2 separate regions of the Mus musculus genome follow, and region 1 is linked to region 2. The links are chromatin contacts, called in public promoter capture Hi-C maps. All regions are on one chromosome and are shown on one strand. Each heading gives the region's core, a stretch centred on a gene start, on an enhancer-like site or on the middle of the called end of the contact. The rest is flanking DNA. Distances are from core to core; before and after follow the strand shown. Region 1 holds the start of 1500009L16Rik (RIKEN cDNA 1500009L16 gene). Region 2 holds the start of Hcfc2 (host cell factor C2).

Region 1 (5,499 bases), core at 2,490-4,989, 1.0 Mb after region 2:
AAACCTTTGCCTATAAGGTAAAACAAAACGAATAAATTTCTAAAAAGGAAAAGAGGCACCTTGCTTGCTCTTCCATCTGCTAGGGACTTTCTGTTGCTTCTCAGATGATCCCGCCCTGCCCTTTGACTAAACTCACTACTGTGATAACCACAGTGAGGTCACCCCTCCCTCTGCTCCCTAGCCCCCACCTGCCCTCTAGCCTGATCTTGTGGACTTCTTTTTTCTGTTGATGGAGGAGATGCAGCACTCTCCTGCCTCAGTGCTTTGTACTATCTATTCTTTTTGCCTGGGGTCTTCTTGGGTCGTGGAGTCTGAGTTCTCATCAGCAGACCTCTTAAAAAACCCACCGTACTATATCACTTACTTAAAACTCCATCATTTCTTTCTCCACCCTGAGCCTCTATTTCAAGGACTTGCTTTTTTTCTTCTTTCTTTTTCTTTTTTTTCTTTTGGATTGGGTTTATAGTGTCCGAAATTGCCTCTTTTACTTTGACTTTGCCTTTTCTTCCTAGATTTTCCCTCTGTCTTGTTAACAGCCATTTCTCATGCATGTAGAGGGCTGGCTGGCCTGAAGGCGGTGCTGAACAGTGATTGTTAAATGAAGGGACAGATTACACATGCTATAACTTTATCAGGTGGAGTATACGATATCCACCAGGGTCAGTTTCCTCTGGCCAAGGGGCACATCTGTGGTCGGGTAGGTTGGGTCTATGACTGCTCATTGTCACATGCACACACACACACACACACACACACACACACACACACTCACACACACACACAGCTGCATGGAGAGCCATGAGCTATTCGTAAGAGAACTTACATGATTTAGGCTCCTAGTAGGTCATTGTGCTACTTATTATTATTATTGGGATTTAGGAAGCAGAATTATTTATCTTTTTCTGGGTAGATATTAACAGGAAGCCAAGACAATCCCATGGATGTTCTTTCTAAATTCATCTCCTGCTTGGGTCAGGAAGACTAGACCTAGAAGCAGACTCTCAGCAGCTGGTAAGGTGGCAGCGACCTCTCACATTGCTAGGCCAGGGCATGTTCTCTGCTTGTGCAGTGACATAATGGCAGTGCTTGGACAAGATTACAAGGGAGTCTTGGTTTGTGTCTCTGTCTGCTGAGTGGCCTGAGTGGTACTGCTGTGCGGTGCCACCATACTGGACGAAGCTGCCACAGATAGCTGGTAGTGTCAGGCCAGTTTCTGGATCTCATGGTGTACTTTCACTATTCTTACGGGTGTCTCAGGAGTGACTCGCAGGGTCAGGTAACAGAATTAAAGAACAGTGCAAGGGGTGGTGGCACATGCACTTAGTCCCAGCACTCAGGAGGCAGAGGCAGGCAGATCTCTGTGGGTTGGAGTGAGCCTGGTCAGTGAATTCCAAGACAGCCAGGGTGATTACAGAGAGAGACCCTGACTCAAAAAAAAAAAAAACAAATTATCTATCTATCTATCTATCTATCTATCTATCTATCTATCTATCTACCCACCCACCCACCCACCGATCCATCCATCCATCATTGATACAGATACAGAGAACAGTATTTTTTTTTTTTTGGCTGTTTGGTATAGCCTTTCAATATAGGATTTGTTTAGGGATGGCCTCTGAACCAAGACAGCAGAGGCCAAGGTGGAAACCAGTATACTGTGGATCAGTCTCTAGGTGGGAGTGTTCACTTGGAAGGCTGTGGTACTTCATGAGTAGAGACTTGTTGGAAGGAGTGGGTCACTGGGTGTGGGCCCTGAGGTTATCATACGACCCAGCAGTTTCCTGTCTGCTCTTGGATCCAGTGAGACCAGCCACCTGAGGCAGGAATTTAGTTCACAGTAGCCAAAGGGAAAACGGCTCCCGATGCAAACTCCAAGCTACTCACGTATGTTACAGTGTAAATGGATGTTAAGTGCAACTAGAATGCTAGGTTTAAACACCAAAGCTAGACTCACCAAGGACGACCAAGACAAAGACCCTTACAGCTGGGTACAAGTCACTCAAGGATTTGATACAACTCAGACAAACCATGAGGTCCAAGCCCAGCATCGGTGAGCTGCTCCCACAAGATAACCCCCCCCCATCAGTTAGTTAAGAGGCAGCTGTAACATTGTAGCTGCCTTTTGGTAGCTGTGAGGACAGACAGAGCTTTGAATAACTGACAACATTTAGGATACTCACAGGGCAGGAGGTAACACCAAAAGAGTTACTTTCTCTTTTTACCGAACTTTTATGTCTTAGGAGCCTGACTCATTATCCTTTAATGTTTTTCCCTGTAAACCTCTTAATAAAGTTTCCCACCTCACTCTTACAAGCATCTGCAACTTTAATCTTTATTGGCATAGGACAATGAGCTTGGAGTCACTGCCTCTGGTCAATCATGGCGATAGTTAAGTGTCCACTACCTTAGGACTCTGGCTCAGACCCCCCTGGCTGAGAAAGACTGTTGCTCTCCAGCCCTATAACAGCTTCATGTGCTTTTAACGCCCTCCCTTCCCCACCACAATGGATGGAACTTCCCTCCAATCATCAGCCAGAATAAACCCTTCCTTTCCTAATTTACATCTTGTCAAGTATTTTGTCACAAAACTCTCTCTCTCTCTCTCTCTCTCTCTCTCTCTCTCTCTCTATATATATATATATATATATATATATATATTACAGTTGTGGAGTAACAATGAAGTAAATTTATCGCTGAGGGTCACCACAGTATGAGGGACTGCATTAAAGGGTCATATGTAGCATTAAGAAGGCTGAGAACCACTCTTTTATATGACCCCTCAACATACCTATAGAGTTAAGCCCATTTCTTAAGCCGTTCCACCCTGTATAACTCCATTTGTGTCCCTGTTTTGATGTAGCTAATTTGTTTATAATTTGTCTGTCTGGGGACACAGTCTCCCACATGTTTGCAACCCCAGAGCTTAGTAAAGAACTTGGCACAGTCAGGGCTTCTCTATAAATAGCGAGTTTAAACCGGAGCTCTACTTCCTGGCTTGAGCTTACCTCTCAATGAGTTTTATTGATTCTGCATTGTGAGCCAGGAGGACACTAGGGAACGGAGGGTCCTCGTCTTTAAGGAATTTGTATTACTGCTCAAAAGCTCAAGACCTATTATAGCAGATGGTGTTAGCTGAGGCACAGGTGCTGAGCAGTTTACAACCTCTCAGTGTGGCTCCTAAAGTCCCACAGCTGTCAGAGGGCAGAGCAGGAGTTGTGGTCCCAGCAGTTAGGGACCACGGAGATTCATAGATCTGCCTTAGATCAGAAAGCAGGGTATACAACTCTAGTTACAGATCTGGGAGACATTGATTGTAAGGAGGAGCACCAGGTCTGACCGACCTGGGGCAGAGCTGGTTTTTCTAAGTGAGGAAGGATGGAGCTGTCTCAGCTTTCTTCGAAAGCAGGAGAGGTTTTGGTTTCCTCTTCAGATCTGAATATCAATTAGTCTGTCGACCTTAGCCTTATCAGACGTACACCCAGGATACTCAGAGCAGGTGTTCCCTGTCACTTCCTCTCCTCTCCACATCCTGGGGACAGGGAGGGGCCACGAAGAAAGAGAGCGAAGGTGAACAAGAGGGAGAGCGAGCGGGTGAGACCTGCTGCGGACCACGCCTTCTGCCATGACCCCCAAACCCTACTTTAAACTCCCGCCCACTTTCAACCGCCACCAATGCTTGGCCCAGGAACGCGCAGAAGGCTGCGCATTGGTCGGTGCCGTGGTTGCCGCGGTGACGGGTGGGTTCGTGGGGGTCCCCGCGCGGGGCGGGGCTAGGGCTGTCCCTAGTCCCGCGCGCCGCCTCCTTCTGGGTCTCCTCCACTGGGACCTGAGGTCCAGAGCGCGGCTTCCCTGCGGGTGGCGCGATGGGTTGCGGGAACTCCACGGCCACCAGCGCGGCCGCGGGCCGAGGTAAGCAGAGCTGCGGGGCGTAGGTCCCTCGGGAGAGGGGGCGGCGGCGGCGGCGGGGGTGGGGGTGGGGGCGCAGTTCCTTCGGCCCATCCTCAATTTCGAGCCTGGAGCTCGCCTGCTTCTGGAAAGACCGAGAGGAAGCCGGTGCCCCTGTGCGGGGGCGGTCACGCCCGGATTCAGCGGGGAGGACAGTCGCCTGGGTCCTGCAGCCTGTCTCTGCATCCTTCTGGGGAGCAGAATTTCCCAGACGTGTTTCTGGTCCCTCACATCCCCTTTCTATTGGCTTGCATCCAGGCCTCACCCGGACCCCTTGGCTCCCAGTCCCTGCGCCTGGGAAAGTGTTGCTGAGCAAATCGGGACTTTTTTGGGGGTGGGGCCGAGTGCCAGTGGGTTGGGGACAGCAGCCTGCAGGGCTCTAAAAACGCATCCGTTTGGGTCTGCGTACTTAAGACCCACCCTGCTGCCCGCTAAGATTTTCATAGAGGAGCTGCGGTACCTAGACGCACAGATTAGCTTGATGGAGCTCTGGACTGGCCTCTCTTTTTGATAAATTTTCACTTAAAAATACATCCAAACTTGTCTGTGCACGACTTCATTTCGTTGATTGGCAGGGCAGGGCTTCTAGATTTTCCTGGCTAAGCCAGGCTTTGTATCAAGTAACTTACTGTAAGATTCAGACCCTCTGATAAAACTAGCTGATGTTGGGATTTGTTTGGGGTGGTGTTCTCTGCTGACGTATTTTAGCGTCTTTTTGGATAGGGTTCCCTACCTTCTCTAGCTGAGTCCAGTCAGGTATCACAGCCCACTCTAACCAGCAAGCGCAAACGGTAGTCAAATACTGCAGTGTTTGCGGAGCGGATGTGGGTGTCCAGCTATTGAGTTTTGAAACCTTAGGGATGTCACCTCCCATAGCCAAGTCCTTAAGGCTTGGCAGTTATTTTTGTGATTGATTGAAGCACTCAGGTTTGAACTCAGGGTCTGATCATTGCACGTGCTGCGCAGACCTTTGACCATCGGGCTGTATTCCTGGTATCGTTCTTTACTTTGAGATAGGGTCTCACTAAGTTGTCCAGGCATGCCCTGATCTCACTGTGCTGCTCTGGCTGGCCTTAAACTTGCTACTCTCCTAGATCCGTCTCTTTATGACCTAGGACAAAAGGCCTGCAGTACCAAGCCTGGCTGAACTTGTTTAAACATTTACAGGATGGGAACCATTGTGGAAATCTATTCAAATATTGGCCAGATTTGGTCTATCTTTTTTTTGGGGTGTGGGGCACAGTCAATGTGATACTTTTGGATTAAGTGTGTCTCAAGGGATCTAACTAAAACATCTGGGAGTCTAGGCCCAGGGAAAGTATATCCATTCCAGGTGACCTTCGTTGTTTTGAATTTAGGTCTGTCTTTGGTATCTGCAGACAGCCACTGGGAAGCAAATCTTTTAGATTCCTATAGCAGTGACTCAGCTTAGTTAGTATCCTATGCAAATGAGAGCAGGGGCGGGATTTAAGCTGGGGTGTGGCCCCGTTTCATTGCAACAAGGAAATCAGGAAAAGTGTCAAAGCGTCAAATGTCCGTTCTGAGGCTCAGTGT
Region 2 (5,668 bases), core at 1,568-4,067:
TGGGTGTACCCCATTACCTTCTTGTCTCTCTCCTGCATCACTGAACCGTTCCTTCTTGCCAACTAGACTCTTTTCTATTTTCTTATCTTGTGTCTCCCACTGAATTTAATTAGGGTTGCTTCATGATAGGGGGAGGGGGGCTTTGAACTCACAGAAGCTGCAGTTACACCTGCATAAGAGTGGACCTAGCAGTGTGCCTTTACAGATGGGGGGGGTAGAGGATCCTGAAGACCACCCCTTCCTTAGGAGCTGCTAGCAGTTAATGGTTGAGGGAGAGACATTGTCTTCAGATAATATCTACTAAGGTCAATGAAGGAAGGAAATATGTTGTAGTAGCTGATGAGTCACTAGACTGGGTCAAGCTGATAGGGTTTTTTTTTTTCCTCCCTTTGTCTCTCATGGCTGGCCTCCAAGATCCCACACAGGAGGTAGAAATGACAGCCATCTCTCAATCCCTCTTGCTTGATGGACCTCAGTTGTGGGTTATGTTCTTGTCAGCTTAAGCTTCAGTGCTCTGGCTCTTTCTCCTACCTGATAAAGGGCAACAAAGGCTTGTGCACCCAAGTCCTGGCACTGGGCCCCTGGCTCCCGCCTGCTGTAACTGGTTTTCTTCCTTGGCTCTTGAGTCTAAATCACTGGTCTGGTAGCACGGTTAGATTCCCACATGGCCTAGAGCCCCACCTTGCTTTTCTCCATGGCCCCCGCTACAGCTTTAGCTAAGAACCATGGCCAGAGCCCTCTGATCTGTAAATAGACGTCTGCCTCTCTCATCTTGAGAACAGTGCCTGATTAGACCATCTGTTATTGAGCTCATCCGCTAGTCTTCCCCAGAGTCCTCAACCGAGACCTTGCCCATAGCTCTCAGAGGTCTGCCACACTTGGGCACTGGTGTCTTGCTCTACAACTGGCTCTTCAATGCCCTGTAGCTAAGGAATAGGATTGGAAGCAGTAGTAATATATAAAGATTATAGAAATTATTTTACTGAATGACAACTATGTGCGAGGTGTAGCCTGAGAATGGCACAGGTTCTTGCTTCCATGGCAACAACTCCAAAGAACAATAGACTATGCTCTCTGCATCTCCTCCCCCACTCATTCTTTGGCTCTCTCTAGCCTCTCCTCCTCCACTTAAAGTGTTTAACTCTAGGCCAATAGCAACCTCCTAATTTGCAAATCCAACACTTCCTCCTCCTACATGAACTCTGTGTGGCTTCTAAAGGAAATGGAACACTAATAGCTAAGAGGTCAAAAGGGAACTTGGCGAGGACTGATATTTAGAAGAAGCCACAGGCAAAGGGAGGTTCATAAAGGTGGAAGTGGTTTTCAAAGCCAAACCCATAGAACAAGTCCCCAGTTCCCTTTTGCCTTCTGTTATAACCTTTTAAATGCTGGTTTCTTAGGGGTACAGCTCACCCTCCTTCTCTACCCTGTCCAACCTTTCCTTCACGTGTTACCTACATTGGTGTTCTGTTCAGACTTTCTCTCCAACTGTGAGACAATTCTAATGTGTTTATTCTTTTTTAAGATTTTCTTTGATGAGTACAGGTGCGTTGCCAGCAGGTATGTCTATGAACTACAGACCCACCTGGTACCTGTGGTGGCCAGAAGAGGGTGTAGATCCCCCAGAACAGAGGGTTCCAGACCATTGTAAGCAGCTATGTAGGTGCTGGAAATCAAACCCAGTTTTGTTTTTGTTTTTGTTTTTGTTTTTGTTTTTTTGATACAGGGTCTCTCCATTTAGCCCTGGCTGTTTATTCACCATGTAGGCCAGGCTGGCCTCAAACTCTTACTCCTGAGTGCCATTCAACTCTTTCAAGGCACAAGGCTTGTGGCACTTTGATATAGCAGGCCTACAAAATAGACTCTTTCCAAATTAACACTGAGTTTGCAACTTTTAAGGGTTTCCCCCTTAGTCTTTTTGTCTAAGAATATTAACAACACTATAAAAAGAAGCCTCCGCATGAAAATAATGACCTGCTGTGATGGTCGATATTGCTGATTTGATACTATCTAAACTTACTTAGGAGACAAGCCCGTGGGCAGGCCTATGAGGTTATCTAGATCAGATTAATTAAGGTGGGAATAGATGTAAGGTTGAAATAAATTAAGGTAGAAATAAACTGGGATGCCATCCTGGACTAAATAATAAGGCAGCCCGGTTCCAGCATCCGTGGCTCTCTGCAGATGAAATTCCACCAGCCACTTCCAGCCAAGCCTCTTCATTATGATGGGCTTCTCAGTGAGGGGAAACAAACCCTTCTGTCCTTCAAAGGTTTTTGTCAGGGGATTTTTTCACAGCAACAAGACAACTAATACACCTAAATGAACCGAAAATCACCTTTGGGGTTATCTTTTGCTGTGTAGGCTTGTCACCTCCAAATCTGAGCCGTGCTCAGGCCCTGCACTTAGCCACCGTGTCCACTGTCCTTGTCCTGCAGTCTGGGAGACCCTCCTTTGAGATGACAGATTTGCCTTAGGCGCTCCCTGTGCTCTCATCACTTGGGACCTACACGGCAGGCAGCTCTTCTCCAGTGCCTGTGATAACAGTTTCCAGGGCGTGACGCTCCTACACAGAAGATGCTCCAAGTGGACCTAAAGGACAAAGCTGTAACCTCCTCCCCGAACACCCCACTGAAAGCCACAGAGAGGAGGGTTGGCAGGGTTGGCGGGAGGGGCTCCATCTTGGCGGAGCCCCGAGGGCCACGTCGCCACGGGCTGGGGGGGCGGGGCCCGCGGGTCACGTGCCGGGCCTCCCGCGCACAGCTGGAGGCGGCGCTCGTCCTCCCCACGAGCCGTGGAGCCCGTGGCGCGCGGGGCATTGTGGGCCGAGGGGCGGGGGTTGGGAAGATGGCGGCTCCCAGCCTCCTCAACTGGAGGCGGGTTTCCTCCTTTACCGGACCGGTGCCTCGCGCCCGGCACGGACACCGAGCCGTGGCCATCCGGGAGCTGATGATCATCTTCGGCGGGGGCAACGAGGGCATCGCGGACGAGCTGCACGTCTACAATACCGGTAGGCGGCGGCTCGGCGACCCCGCCTCGGGACCGCGGAGGGGGAGGGGAGGAGCGGCGGACGCGGGCCTGACAGCTGTCACCGCCGGGTCGCCGCTACCCCAGCCGGGCAGGCGGCGGGGGAAGATCGGCTGGGTCGGCAGCCCGAGCTCGCAACGTGTTGGAAGGCGGCTCGGTGCTCGCGGTTCCGCGGGCTGGACGTGACTCCACCGGTAGACATCGAGACACCCCGGCCCATCCCTCCCCGTGGACCCGAGACGGCGGGTTCCACGGCTGGGCCTCCACCCTAGGGCCGGTCACTTAAGGGGTGGAGATCCCGCCAGTGTCAAGAACAAAACCCACCCCAAGGCGGGCCTCGGTGGTCTTTGCCTTCCCCCAGCCCCCTTCTTAGAACCTAGAGAGTTGAGGGGCGGGGAGGTTCTCCTGGCTGCCTCTTCAGCGTAGGTACAGTTAGTACCGGGCGGAAGCCCGCAAGACAGTTCTCTAAACTCGCGGCGGAGAGAGTTGTGGGTGAACGCGGACTGGTCTCTGATTAGCCGATGTCTGTAGTGTATGTGCTCTGCCCTTCCGGGCTGGTCCTCGCCAAGGGGCTGTCATAGCTAAGGCACCGCTGCACAGCTCGAAGTGTCACTTGTTAAGGGGGCAGGTCTTGACCTCCGTGCTGGTTGAAAGTATATTTTCTCCACTTACAAGTAGTCTAGCAATCATAGGAAACTAGTTAAGGCTAGATACTGAATTTGGTGTCGTTTTAGTTCACAACCTACAACTTTGATGAAACAACTTGATCACAGTAGTCCTCTAAAAGCTAAAAACGGTAGGAGAAATTTTGTTAGTTTTGACTCTCCTCAGTACTCCAACAGAAAAAGTTTTGAAGATGTTTGATTTGGTATAGTGTAAATACCCTGGGCTTAGAAGAAATTGGGTCTGTTTTGAATCTTGCTTTGGCAATTGTTCTAAATCAGCATTAAAGTTACCACGTCTTTCTAAATCACAGGTTTTCCACTTCTTTAATGGGGGGTGACACCAGGATTTTTTTTTAAGAGTACAATGATGCAGAACAGGTTTTCTTTTCCTTTTTCAATACAGGTTTCTCTGTGTAGCCCTGGCTGTCCTAAGACTAGCTCTGTAGTCCAGACGGGCCTCGAACTCACAGAGATCAATGAGCCCCTCGGCCTCCCAAGTGCTTTACTCGGACTAAAGGCATGTGCCACCAGTGCCTGCCCCAGATCTGGGTTTTCAACAGCAGCATTATTACATTTTGGGACTGGTGATTTTTGGCTGTGGCTACTACCTTGTATGTTGTAAGATGCGTGCTGGCATCCTCAGGCTCGAGCCATGGGTTGGTAGTTACACCTCCATCCCAGTTGTGACAACTATATATGATTTTAGACATTGTAAAATCAGTATTCTTGGGGGAGCAAAATAGTCCCCAATTGAGAACTGTTGGAATAAAGGATGGATATGCATGCATGAATGTATGTATGTATGTATTATTATGTAAGTATATATACACATATTCTTTGATTATATGTATAGATCCTTTGACTAATATATTTATCACTCATGGAGTGTGGTAACTTGTTATAATTTATTTTATTTTATTTTTCAACTAGTTACAAACCAGTGGTTCCTACCAGCTGTTAGAGGAGACATCCCTCCAGGCTGTGCAGCCCATGGATTTGTCTGTGATGGGACTAGAATCCTAGTGTTTGGGGGAATGGTTGAATATGGAAGATACAGCAATGAGTTATATGAGTTACAAGTAAGTATATCTTACATTTATTGTTTTCAGTGTGAAGAGCTAATGAAATTGTCATAGTTTTTAAAGGGATGACAAGTATTTTATTAGTACAGTGACAGAAACAGATGCTCTGCATTTTATAGCTTCAAAGAAAATGTTTCCACTTCTACTAACAAGTCAAAATATCTGCTGTCTTGTCATAGGTGTGGTATGACATTTATAGCATAAGGGTATCTAGCCTTCAGCAGCTCTTTGACACAGTTGTCCTTTAGTCTACAACACAAGCACCTCCCAACTGATGACAGCAGATTGCTGGAGTCTGCCCCTAGGTGTTTGAAATCAGTATTGTCTGTGGTGGAGCCTGGATGTTGGCGTTTCTACCACCGAGACTGTGCTTGCAGTGTCTCGGTATGAAAGGAATGGTTTCCTTTAACAGTAGGAACTATCCTCCTCTGTAGTCATGCAGAGAGAGGGGACAGTTTCACCTGGGCTTTCTAGGTTTGACTTGCTTGTTAAACCAGTCAGTCCTCATTGACTAATCTCGCTGTGTTCCAAGGACCATCCATGATCATGAGAGTATCTACCACTTGACATATGTGAATGGGTTGTACTTATTTCCAAGCAAGCAACCATTTCATATAATTGAAAATAGAGAAGATTCTCATGGCTAAAAGAATACATTTTGGAGTTTGGTTTTGTTAAATGAGTTTTGTTTACTTAAAGGTTATTTAGCATTCATGGTTTATCTAATATCTAAAAGCAAGTTTTTATGAATTGCTTCTATTCTTAAAGTTCTACATACAAATACTTAAATTCTTTTCGCTTGGAAAAAATTAGAAGTGATAGTACTTACTACTACTTATTATTATTAGTATTAGCTTATAGAAGATTAGTCTGAATGTCTATTAACACATACAT

The links. Promoter capture Hi-C pulls out the DNA fragments that hold promoters and counts their contacts.
Region 1: a promoter capture Hi-C map of cranial neural crest shows a contact between it and region 2. The contact joins the promoter of 1500009L16Rik here to the promoter of Hcfc2 in region 2. A contact is called at or near these places in 14 of 39 promoter capture datasets (the 3T3-L1 cell line, 3T3-L1-derived adipocytes, the HPC-7 cell line and 10 more) and 1 of 484 Hi-C or Micro-C datasets (CD4 T cells).

Annotation. Positions count from the first base shown.
Region 1 is chr10:83,719,126-83,724,624 of GRCm38.p6, forward strand. It overlaps 1500009L16Rik (RIKEN cDNA 1500009L16 gene), which reads left to right and starts at 3,740. Exons shown (of 6, transcript NM_001145198.1): 1 at 3,740-3,909. The coding sequence starts at 3,864.
Region 2 is chr10:82,696,297-82,701,964 of GRCm38.p6, forward strand. Hcfc2 (host cell factor C2) reads left to right here and starts at 2,818. Exons shown (of 14, transcript NM_001368720.1): 1 at 2,818-3,010; 2 at 4,623-4,771. The coding sequence starts at 2,848.